2 separate regions of the Mus musculus genome follow, and region 1 is linked to region 2. Evidence: chromatin contacts called from public promoter capture Hi-C data. All regions are on one chromosome and are shown on one strand. Each heading gives the region's core, a stretch centred on a gene start, on an enhancer-like site or on the middle of the called end of the contact. The rest is flanking DNA. Distances are from core to core; before and after follow the strand shown.

Region 1 (4,560 bases), core at 305-2,804, 2.4 Mb before region 2:
GCTAAGATATTCCAGTGGGTAAAATAATTTACTATGTAAACCTTGTGACTTGATTTTGATCATGAACTCACAGTGGAAGGAGAGAGCTGACTTCTAAAAATTACACAGACATATACAGACACACAGATACACACAGACATACACACACACAGACAGATACACACATACAGACACACACAGAGACAGATACACGCATACAGACACACACAGACATATACACACAGACACACACACACACACGCAGAGAGATACACAGATGCACACAGAGGAATGCACAGACACACACAGACAGACACACATAGACACAGTACTACTACTACTACTACTACTAATAATAATAATAATAATAATAGGGCTAGAGAGATGGCTCAGTGGTTAAGAGCACTGACTGCTCTTCCAGAGGTCCTGAGTTCAATTCCCAGCAGTGGCTCACAACCATCTGTAATGGAATCTGATGCCCTCTTCTGGTGTGTCTGAAGACAGCTACAGTGTATCATATACATTAAATAAATAAATAAATAAATAAATAAATAAATAAATAAATCTTAGATAAATAATGATTGGGGGGGTTTGTTTGTTTGTTTGTTTGTTGAGACAGGGTTTCTCTGTGTCGCCCTGGCTGTCCTGGAACTCACTCTGTAGACCAGGCCTGCCTCTGTCTCCCAAGTGCTAGGATTAAAGGCATGTACCACAACTGCCTTGGCTACTTTTTATTTCTTAGACAGGGTTTTCTGTAGCCCAATCTGGTTTGGATGTTATTGTGTGGCCAAGGGTGACCTCAAACTACGGATCACCTGGTCTCTACTTCCCAAGTGCTAGGATTACAGCTGTATGCCATCACACCAGTTGCCATCACACCAGTTGCCATCACACCAGTTTTATGTGGTGCTGCGCATCAGGTAGATTGGCACTCTACAAGTTTAGCCACATCCCCAGCCTGTCCTTTATGACTGCCGTGATCCCTCACCTCCATATGTCGAGTCCATTGCACCAAGTCTGGGGTTCCGTGTGTCCTTGCGTTCCCTAGGAGGAAGAACCAAAGGGGACTCACTAGGGAGGAGTTAGGTGTTCTGTGTGCTCACAGCCTCCGTTCCCAGTCAATATTTAGAATCGTGGGTAGAGCCACTAGCCAGGGAAGTGACACACACAGTGGCGAGAAAGAGCCTGATGCAATTGCTGGAAACAGGGGACCCAAAACAAGGAAGTACTCCATTCACCCCTAATGAAGGCCAAACCACGCTCTGAACATTTCTCCATTGCCAGTCCGCGTGCTGGGGGGAAAAGGGCAGAAACTGCCTTCTCTGGCTTCCCAGAACAGCCAGAGGAAAGGAAGTGGCCTTAGCGGCTAGCTCTTACACACACCCATCTCAGGCCCGCCTGAGTGTCTGGAGCGTGGGGGATGGGAGGGCGGCTCACCTTCTCCTCCACGGGCTCCCTTCTCCTGCTCCTCTCCCAGCCCTTCTCTCCTCCGAAGCTGGGGCACCTTTGGCTGCATGGTGCCAGTGTAGAGCGGACAGCACACAGCTGTTGTCTGTCTTCTTCCTTTCTTTCTTTCTCAATCTACCTACAGAGCTTGTGTCCCACTCAGAGATCTGACAACTCCAGGGACTAAAGTCCTTTCCGGAGCCCCGTTGAGGGTTAGATAGGTTATCTGCAGGCAGTGTTTCTCATACTCTGGCCCTGCCTGTGGCTTTCACAGCTCTCTCACCACAACCACTATGATCAGCTTCACGCTATTGCTATTTCACTTTCGGGAGTGAGTCTGTGCATCAGGTTGTGAGGGGGACTTTGCTTCCCCGAGGCTTATCACATAGCTTGGCTCTTCCTGGCTCTCTCTACCAAGACTGAAGGTCAGGGAGGGACCAGAAACATCTTCGTGTACCTTGTAGTCATTTTTCTGAGGGCACAGGATGAGGCCTGTAGTGACATGTGTGTGCAACAATATTTTTGTCAGGAGCTCTATTTGTGTCATGTGTGATGGTCGAGGCCCCTCAGTGTCAGCTCTTCCCTACACCTTGGGTTACCACATAAGCAGAAAGGGCAGACACACACTTATTCAACAGTAAATAGCGCCAGGGGTTGCCTTGCCTACCTATGTAACTTCAGGAAAGTGGACCAAACTTTTTAAGCTTCTTCTGAAAAAAAAAAAAAATTATGGGACAAAATGTCCCTACGTCATCAGGTGATTGCCAGCACAAATAAGGTAGTCTGGAGGTAGTCTGGATAAACCATACAGAGCCTGAGCACATTTGTTTCTTTCTGGTAGGCAGTAGGGCAGGTGAGTGCCTTGGGAGTTCCACTTTGGCAAATTCCTGCTGGGGATTAACTATTAATCCTCCTCCTCCATCAGTCCAGAGGTCAGTGATAGAAGCAAGATTGTAATCACTGTGATCTCGGACTGAGGCCAGGATCTCAGTCAGTCCCACAAGGGAGCTCCGGGTGGGTATCCGGGTGAGGATAAAGAAAGGGCTTGCTGCCTGTGGCAGTGGCAGTCTACTGTATTCCAAGGGCAATGGAAGAGGCTGGCTGTGCTCTGCAGGGAAGGTAGAAACACTATGACCAATGGGAGACAGTGAGCACGAGGCCCCAGATCTGAATGAGACAGACGCAGAGACGTAAGCCAGAGACACCCCCCCAATACTGTTTTATTAGTACACAAGCCAACAGCAATCTTTCTAACTAGCTGTGTAAAGGCCCAAGGGTGACAGGGACAATGGGGTGGGGCGTGAAGGTGGGTCTTGGGGCACAGAGTTATTCATTGCTTCACATACAGCTCAAATGACAGCCCCCTGTTCCTGCTGGCGTCCTGGAGGCTCCCTCGGGGCTTCACCCACTGCTCCTGGCAGAGCACTGAGTGCTTCCTTGACCATCTGGAGACACTGGCAAAGGCTGGCCCATCGGATCCACACACCAGCAGGGGCCACGGCGATTCCCCTGCGAGGAACGACACTGGGGAGAGAGGTGCAGGTCAGGGTGAGGTCCAGGCTTTGAGCAGGAAAGCATCTGAGAGCTCTTAGTTGCTTTACCTACTGAATAGGGCCCACTCTGCTAGGCCAGAGCAATAGCTTTCAAAATGCAGTTTCTGTCAACAGCCCAACATCACTTATGTTAGAAACTTGTGTTCACAGGCTAGCCCAGACCTACTGAGTCACAAAATGCAGAAGGGGCTCCACCAGCACCAGCTCAGACGCCTCCAGGTGATTCCCCAGGGCTCCCATTTGAGGCCACCACAAGGCCTTATCCTAGAAGAGACTTTAAGTCTCCCATTGCAATTGTTGGCCTTTGTTTTTCTTTCAGATCACGCTAGAGATGGAGCCCACAGTACTGCTAAGCAGAGCTTTGCCAACGAGCTATAAACTTCTTTTCATTTTACATTTTGTTTTGAGACAGAGGCTCGTGAAATTTCCCAGGCTGGACTTGAACTCACTCAGAATTCTAGGAGCCTGCCTGGTCCAGGCTTCCTCAAGTCCATGGAAAGATCTCCTGTGGAAATCTCCAGCCCTCTGTCTTCCTACCAGCCCTTCACTTGTAGCCTAGGCAAGTCTTGAAGTTACAATCTTCCTGATGTTTTTCATATCTATGTGGGTCTTAAAATTGGAAGAAATAGTTTTGTGTGTGTGTGTGTGTGTGTGTGTGTATCCATCCTTTTTTTGGTTGCTGTTTGGCTGGTTTTGGTTTTTCCAGACAGGGTTTCTCTGTGTAGCTCCGGCTGTCCTGGAACTCACTACATAGACCAGGCTGGCCTCGAACTCACAGAGATCCACCTGCCTCTCTCCACCACCTGGCTGTTGTTTTTGGAGACATGCTCCAGCAGAACCAGCATCCTTTTTGCAGCTTTGCATCAAGTACCCTTCCTCACTGCCGCGCACAGAGCTTGCACAGAGGACAGGCAGCTTCTTCTCACCTGCTGCTTTCGGTAGAAGCCTCTGAGGTCACAGTTTGGCACATAGAGCCCACGTGCTCCGCCTCGGAAGACCTCAGTCTGGAGCTGCTGCAGTACTGAATCCAAGTGTCTGCGGCAGGGGCCCTAGAGAAGGACAGGGGTGGGTGAGGGCGGTACTCAGGATTCTAGGAGCCTGCCTGGTCCAGACTTCCTTGAGTCCAGTGGAAATCTCCAGCCCTCTGCCTTCCCTACCACCCCCCCACGCACCATCTCACTATCTTGAACAGGATTGGGCCGTATAGGGGCAGCAGAGGTCCGTGGATTCTTCTGCCGGTCTCTGTGGTTTGTGTCACGAGAGCGGGAGGCACCTCCTTGGGGTTTGCTCTCCTTTGTAGTCTCCTCTGTGGCCACAGGAAGAGTGGGAGGGGAAATCAGAGATCAGTCAGAGCAGAGACCAGCAGCCTCGGAACCTAGGTCCACTTCTACCAGTAAAGTGAGAGGGACTGAAGGATTCAGTCTCTCCTGGCTTTACCCTAACTGCAATTTCTCCCTCTAACAAACTATACTGCTGGGTATGGTGGTGTGTACCTATAATCCCAGCACTTGGGAAGCCTAGGTAAGAGAACTGTCACAGGTCCATGGCCAGTCTAGTCTATTCAACAGGAGCTGAAAAGATG
Region 2 (4,672 bases), core at 158-2,657:
GTTCCCTGTCCCCAGCTCTCCTGGGGCACTGAAGCTTCCTAGAACACGCCTGCCTCCACGCTGCCACACGTTTAGCCCTTGGCTATGGGTCAGTGAAGACTGCCAAAGGCAGCCTAGGCCTGGCAGGGGGAAGAGGCCAACTAAGATTTCATCACTGCTGCGTCTTAGGGGCCCGAACTTGGCAGTGGGAGCCCCAGTCTCCCTGCGGACTCTCTGTCCCCCCTTTCTAGGTGAGGAGAATGCCATATGGATTTGACCAAAGACCAAAAGTCCAATGATCAGCCTTCAGATCTGCTAATAACCAGTGAATGAGTAACAGGGTTAGAGTTCAGGGCAGGCAGGAGAAGTTGGACCCCGAGTCCGGGAGCCTGAGAACCAGCCTTTGGTTGCCATGGAGACCCCTCTTTTCCACCTAGCACCTCTAAGGGGTGGTACATTCAGATTCCAGAAAGATTCCAAAAGAGTAATATAGGGGCTTAATGGGGGAGGGGTACTCCAGGCCTAGAGCACCCCGCCTGCTGCTCCACCAAGCCAGCGGGCGCCTACAGTGGCCTCCTCCCCTCCTCTGGGAAGGAGGCACCTCGAAGTCACTTTTGCGTGTTGACTGAGTATACCCTTTCCTTGCCTCGCTCTCTCTCTCTTCTCACATCGAGTTGGAGCTCACCACATTGGGGGGCAGCTTGTGCCCTGGCAGGTATTTAACATTCTCGTGCTGAGTGTTGATGATCTCAGTTAGCTTTCTGCCCCCGATGTCTTCCTCAAACACCCACATGGTCACCCGTGGGTCAAAGTGTGCCAGCCGGCCTGCATTGCTACCCACGATCTTGGCAATGGCTGAGCCCCTGGCGGGAGAGGAAACACAGGAAAGTGGACTAGGGTGACAGGGAGGAGGGGGAGGAACTCATAAAGCTTGTTGGATTTTTTTTTACCTCCTGCCTCTCACTCTCACGTCACTCCGCCCCCCTACTCCCACCCTGGTCCCCTATGATGAATGTGTCTCCCACAACTGGCAATAGAAGATTCAATCTATCCAGTCTTTGCTGCTGGGGAGGTGGGCTAGCCTTCCCTACACCGCGCAGGCAGCTTCTCAGGCAGGGAAGGCAACAGCACTCTGCTCACCTTCCTGTGGTGAACAGGTGCAGCGCCCAGGCGGGCACAGCCGGGAGGCTGGGCACAGACTGTCCTGTGTACCGTAAGCACTGGAGACGGCAGCAGGAGTCCAGCTGGCTCCTGAGGGCATTTCCTACCCTCTGCCCGCTTCCTGCTCACCCAGCCTCCCTCCGCGGAGCCCCTCAGCCCTCGGAGAGCCCTTCCCTCCCCCCCTGCCCTTCACAGAACCACTCACCAGTTGCCAGAGCCGACAATGCAGACTTTCTTGCCAGCCATGGTGCTGCTTGCTGCTTCTCTGCCCCGGCGGGTGTGGGCTCCGAGTATTTAACTCCACCACACGTGGGTGCAGCCAAGCTCCGCCCCTGAGGTGGCCCAGAGGCTGGCACCCAGGGACTAGGAGTCTGGCCTGCAGAAAGGGTAGTAAAGGGGACAGACAGGTGGAGAACAGGACTGAGGCTGAGGCCAGGCCAGCTTTTCCTCTCGAGTTCCCAGCTGACAGTGCTGGCCAGCTTCTTCCCTCGTTTGGCCTCGGCTTAGTTCTCCACCTACGTATTGGTATTGAGTCTGGTCAAGAAACAGTAACACCCCCCCCCCCCCAGCTATCACACCCCCCCCCAGCTATCACACCCCCCCCCCCCAGCTATGCCTTCAGTCTCCAGCACTGAAATAAACTGCAACTGACAGGGCTCGGCATGGTGGTGCATGTCTTTAACCCCAGCGCTTGGGAAGCAGAGGCAAGAGGGTCTCGATGAGTTCGAGGCTAGTCTGTTTCAGAGAGAGAGAGAAAAAAGCACTAGCGTCAGCAACAGCGATGTTTTCAAAGGCAAACGCCTCATCGCTCTCGCTAGCTAGCATGTGCCTCCCCCAGATCCTCAGCTGTTCCACTCCCATGATGTCCCATGATGGTAGCTCCACCACGGGCTCTGGGTGAGAGGATCAAGGGATGTGAGCACCTTCTAGGGAATAATACTACAATACCACATACACAGTAAGGGGCTGCTTTGGTGTATACCCCCACCCCGACCAAGGATTAAAATATCTCGGGAGAAAATGGACATAGTGGTGCACACCTTTAATCCTGGCGTTCAGGAGGCAGAGGTAGGTGAATCTCTGTGTGTTTGAGGCCAGCCTGGTCTACAGAGTGAGTTCCCAGATAGTGGGGGGGGGGGGGTTACATAAAGAAACCCTGTCTTGGAAAACTAAAAATAACAAGGTCATCTTGGTTACTTGCAGGTCAGGGACCCACAGGTTGCCCCTTCACCTCAGATAATCTCCGTTTGAAGGTCTCTAAAGGGAAGGAAGGTCAAAGGCCACTGGTGACACGTGGCCCACCCACACTCCTTCCAGGCTTCAGGAAGGGCAGAAGGTGGTGGCCAGCACATGCTCCTGGATAAGCCTGATCTCCCTTCAATTTCTTCTCTCAGGCTCTGCTTATCCCACAGGGACCCTTAAATTAAACAGCTGGTTACAGTCTCTAGACAGGGCCAGAGAAGCCAGTTACAGCAGCAGCCTCTAAAACTCAAGGGTAGCCATGTCTCCGCAGCTCTGTGGTCTCTGATGCCGGTGTGGGTGTGTAGCTTTGGGGGAGGGGGAGAAAGGCAGGCCCATATCCAGCAGTTTGGGCTCCATGGCACCCACAGACATCTGTTTGACTAAGAGGAGGAACTCGGGTTTCCAAGTCACTCTGGAAAGCGCAGCGCAGGCTTCTCGCCCTCCAGTGCTGCACCTTGACCCACAGGGCAGGCGCCACTGTATGCTCATGTGCAGACCTCCTGGCTTGGCACACCACTAATGGAGTGTTGCCACCCACCCCCCCAGGCTGCCCCTGGCCAGGGACAGTAATCAGCACTAGGTTAGAGGGGAGTGTCACCAATGCCACCAGCGGCGAGGAGAAGTGGGTAGGAGGTCAGGATTGGAAGCATGTCTTTTTCTCAGCTCGGGGATTACACAGAGGCAGCCTATCATGGTCTCGCGGCCAGGCAGTCTCTAATGATGGGGAGAATCACTGAAATCAATCAATAGCTAGTTGTTTTTCTTCTATCAGATTCTGCCTGATGCAGAGCTAGCCTCCCACAGACCTCTCCTTTATCACACTGGCACAGAGATGAAGGCTCCGGTGCCAGGCCGCCAGCTGGGAGCGCTGATTACGAGGGGTGGAAGAGAAAGGATGTTCCTGTCCCTGGCACATATGATAGGAACCCTAAAGAATGGGCATTTATGCCTGAAACGGATCCTTGTTTTTGCTTAAATACTCCCGCCTCTCTTTGCCCCTACATCCTATTAGGCTGTGTGGAGAGACAAAGCACGTGGCCATTCACGAAGGAATAAAGAGAATGCTCGTTAACAGGAAGTTGTCTGTGCCACCAAAGCCTCTCCAAGAGCAGGCTGTGCCGTATCTGCTTGGAATTGATGATTCATCGGCCACTCATTACACGTGCAATTAGCCTGGGTAAAAACAGATGCCAGCTCAGTCACCCGCTCTCTCTAGACCCAGTGATTACACCTTTTTTTTAACCCTCTCAACTCAGAGAAGCCAGGATGTTCTAGATTGGCAGCAGACAGACAACACTACTCAGCAGACCCCCAGCTGCTCAGTGGGTAAAATTTTATTCACTTTTTTGTGAAATAGTGCCTTTGTAATCCTGGCTGGCCTGGAACTCAGAGACCCTCCCGCCTCTGCCTCCCTAGCGTGGAGATTAAAGGCATGTATCAATGTACTGATGAGTAAGATTTTTCAGCTGACTACAGGATGTGGCAGTGGCTCATCCAATGTTCCACACTTTCTTGGGCAGGAGTGCAGTAGGAGGTTGTGAGCCCCCTGGTGGAAGCAGGTAGAACTGCAGGCATTGCCTGCTTTTCCCAAGGAGCATCTCTGATGTCTGAGCAGCCAGCTAGGCAGCCCTATCTACTCAACACAGGACTAAAGCGGCCATCCACACTGGGTTTAAGAACAGACTTCTTAGCTGGGCATGGTGGCGCACGCCTTTAATCCCAGCACTCGGGAGGCAGAGGCAGGCGGATTTCTGAGTTCGAGGCCAGCCTGGTCTACAAAGTGAGTTCCAGGACAGCCAGGGCTACACAGAGAAACCCTGTCTTGAAAAAAAAAAACAAAAAAAGAACAGACTTCTTACACTGGGCGCTGTAATGGCACACATCTGTAATCTCCACTTGGGGAGAAGGAGGCAGTTGCATAGTAAGTTTACGGTCAGCCTTGGTTACATACACAGGAATACAACACAAAGAGAACCCTGCTATCTTGGGGCTGTCCGTGGAACCTGAAAAGCATGAGGTTGATGGGTTTGTATGGGAAACAGAGAAACCTGCTGTCACCGGGGCCTTGGCAACAGCTGGATGGGCATGCACCCTAGGGAGAACAGAGCCCAGTTTCATCAAGCTCAAGGGGCCCACAGATGCCAAAGGACAGCTTGTTCCAGCCAGCAAGTGACCTGGAGATTTCAAGGACGAGGGAGACACCAGCAGTGCCACTGCCTTGTCTGTTCATGATGGAGGTGGGAGGGACTATCCCAAGGGCATTGCTGAGGTCACAAGCCTCTGATACGAC

What was found. Promoter capture Hi-C pulls out the DNA fragments that hold promoters and counts their contacts.
Region 1: a contact with region 2 is called in a promoter capture Hi-C map of liver, with 4 times the contacts expected there. The contact joins the promoter of Soat2 here to the promoter of Gpd1 in region 2. A contact is called at or near these places in 3 of 39 promoter capture datasets (liver and pre-B cells).

What each region holds. Positions count from the first base shown.
Region 1 is chr15:102,147,569-102,152,128 of GRCm38.p6, reverse strand. It overlaps Soat2 (sterol O-acyltransferase 2), which reads right to left and starts at 1,554. Exons shown (of 15, transcript NM_146064.1): 1 at 1,417-1,554; 2 at 968-1,023. The coding sequence starts at 1,495. Igfbp6 (insulin-like growth factor binding protein 6) reads right to left here. Exons shown (of 4, transcript NM_008344.3): 2 at 4,151-4,284; 3 at 3,905-4,027; 4 at 2,617-2,949. The coding sequence ends at 2,827.
Region 2 is chr15:99,714,322-99,718,993 of GRCm38.p6, reverse strand. Gpd1 (glycerol-3-phosphate dehydrogenase 1 (soluble)) reads right to left here and starts at 1,407. Exons shown (of 8, transcript NM_010271.3): 1 at 1,346-1,407; 2 at 665-842. The coding sequence starts at 1,386. Gm16537 (predicted gene 16537) reads left to right here. Exons shown (of 3, transcript NR_155353.1): 3 at 3,155-3,460.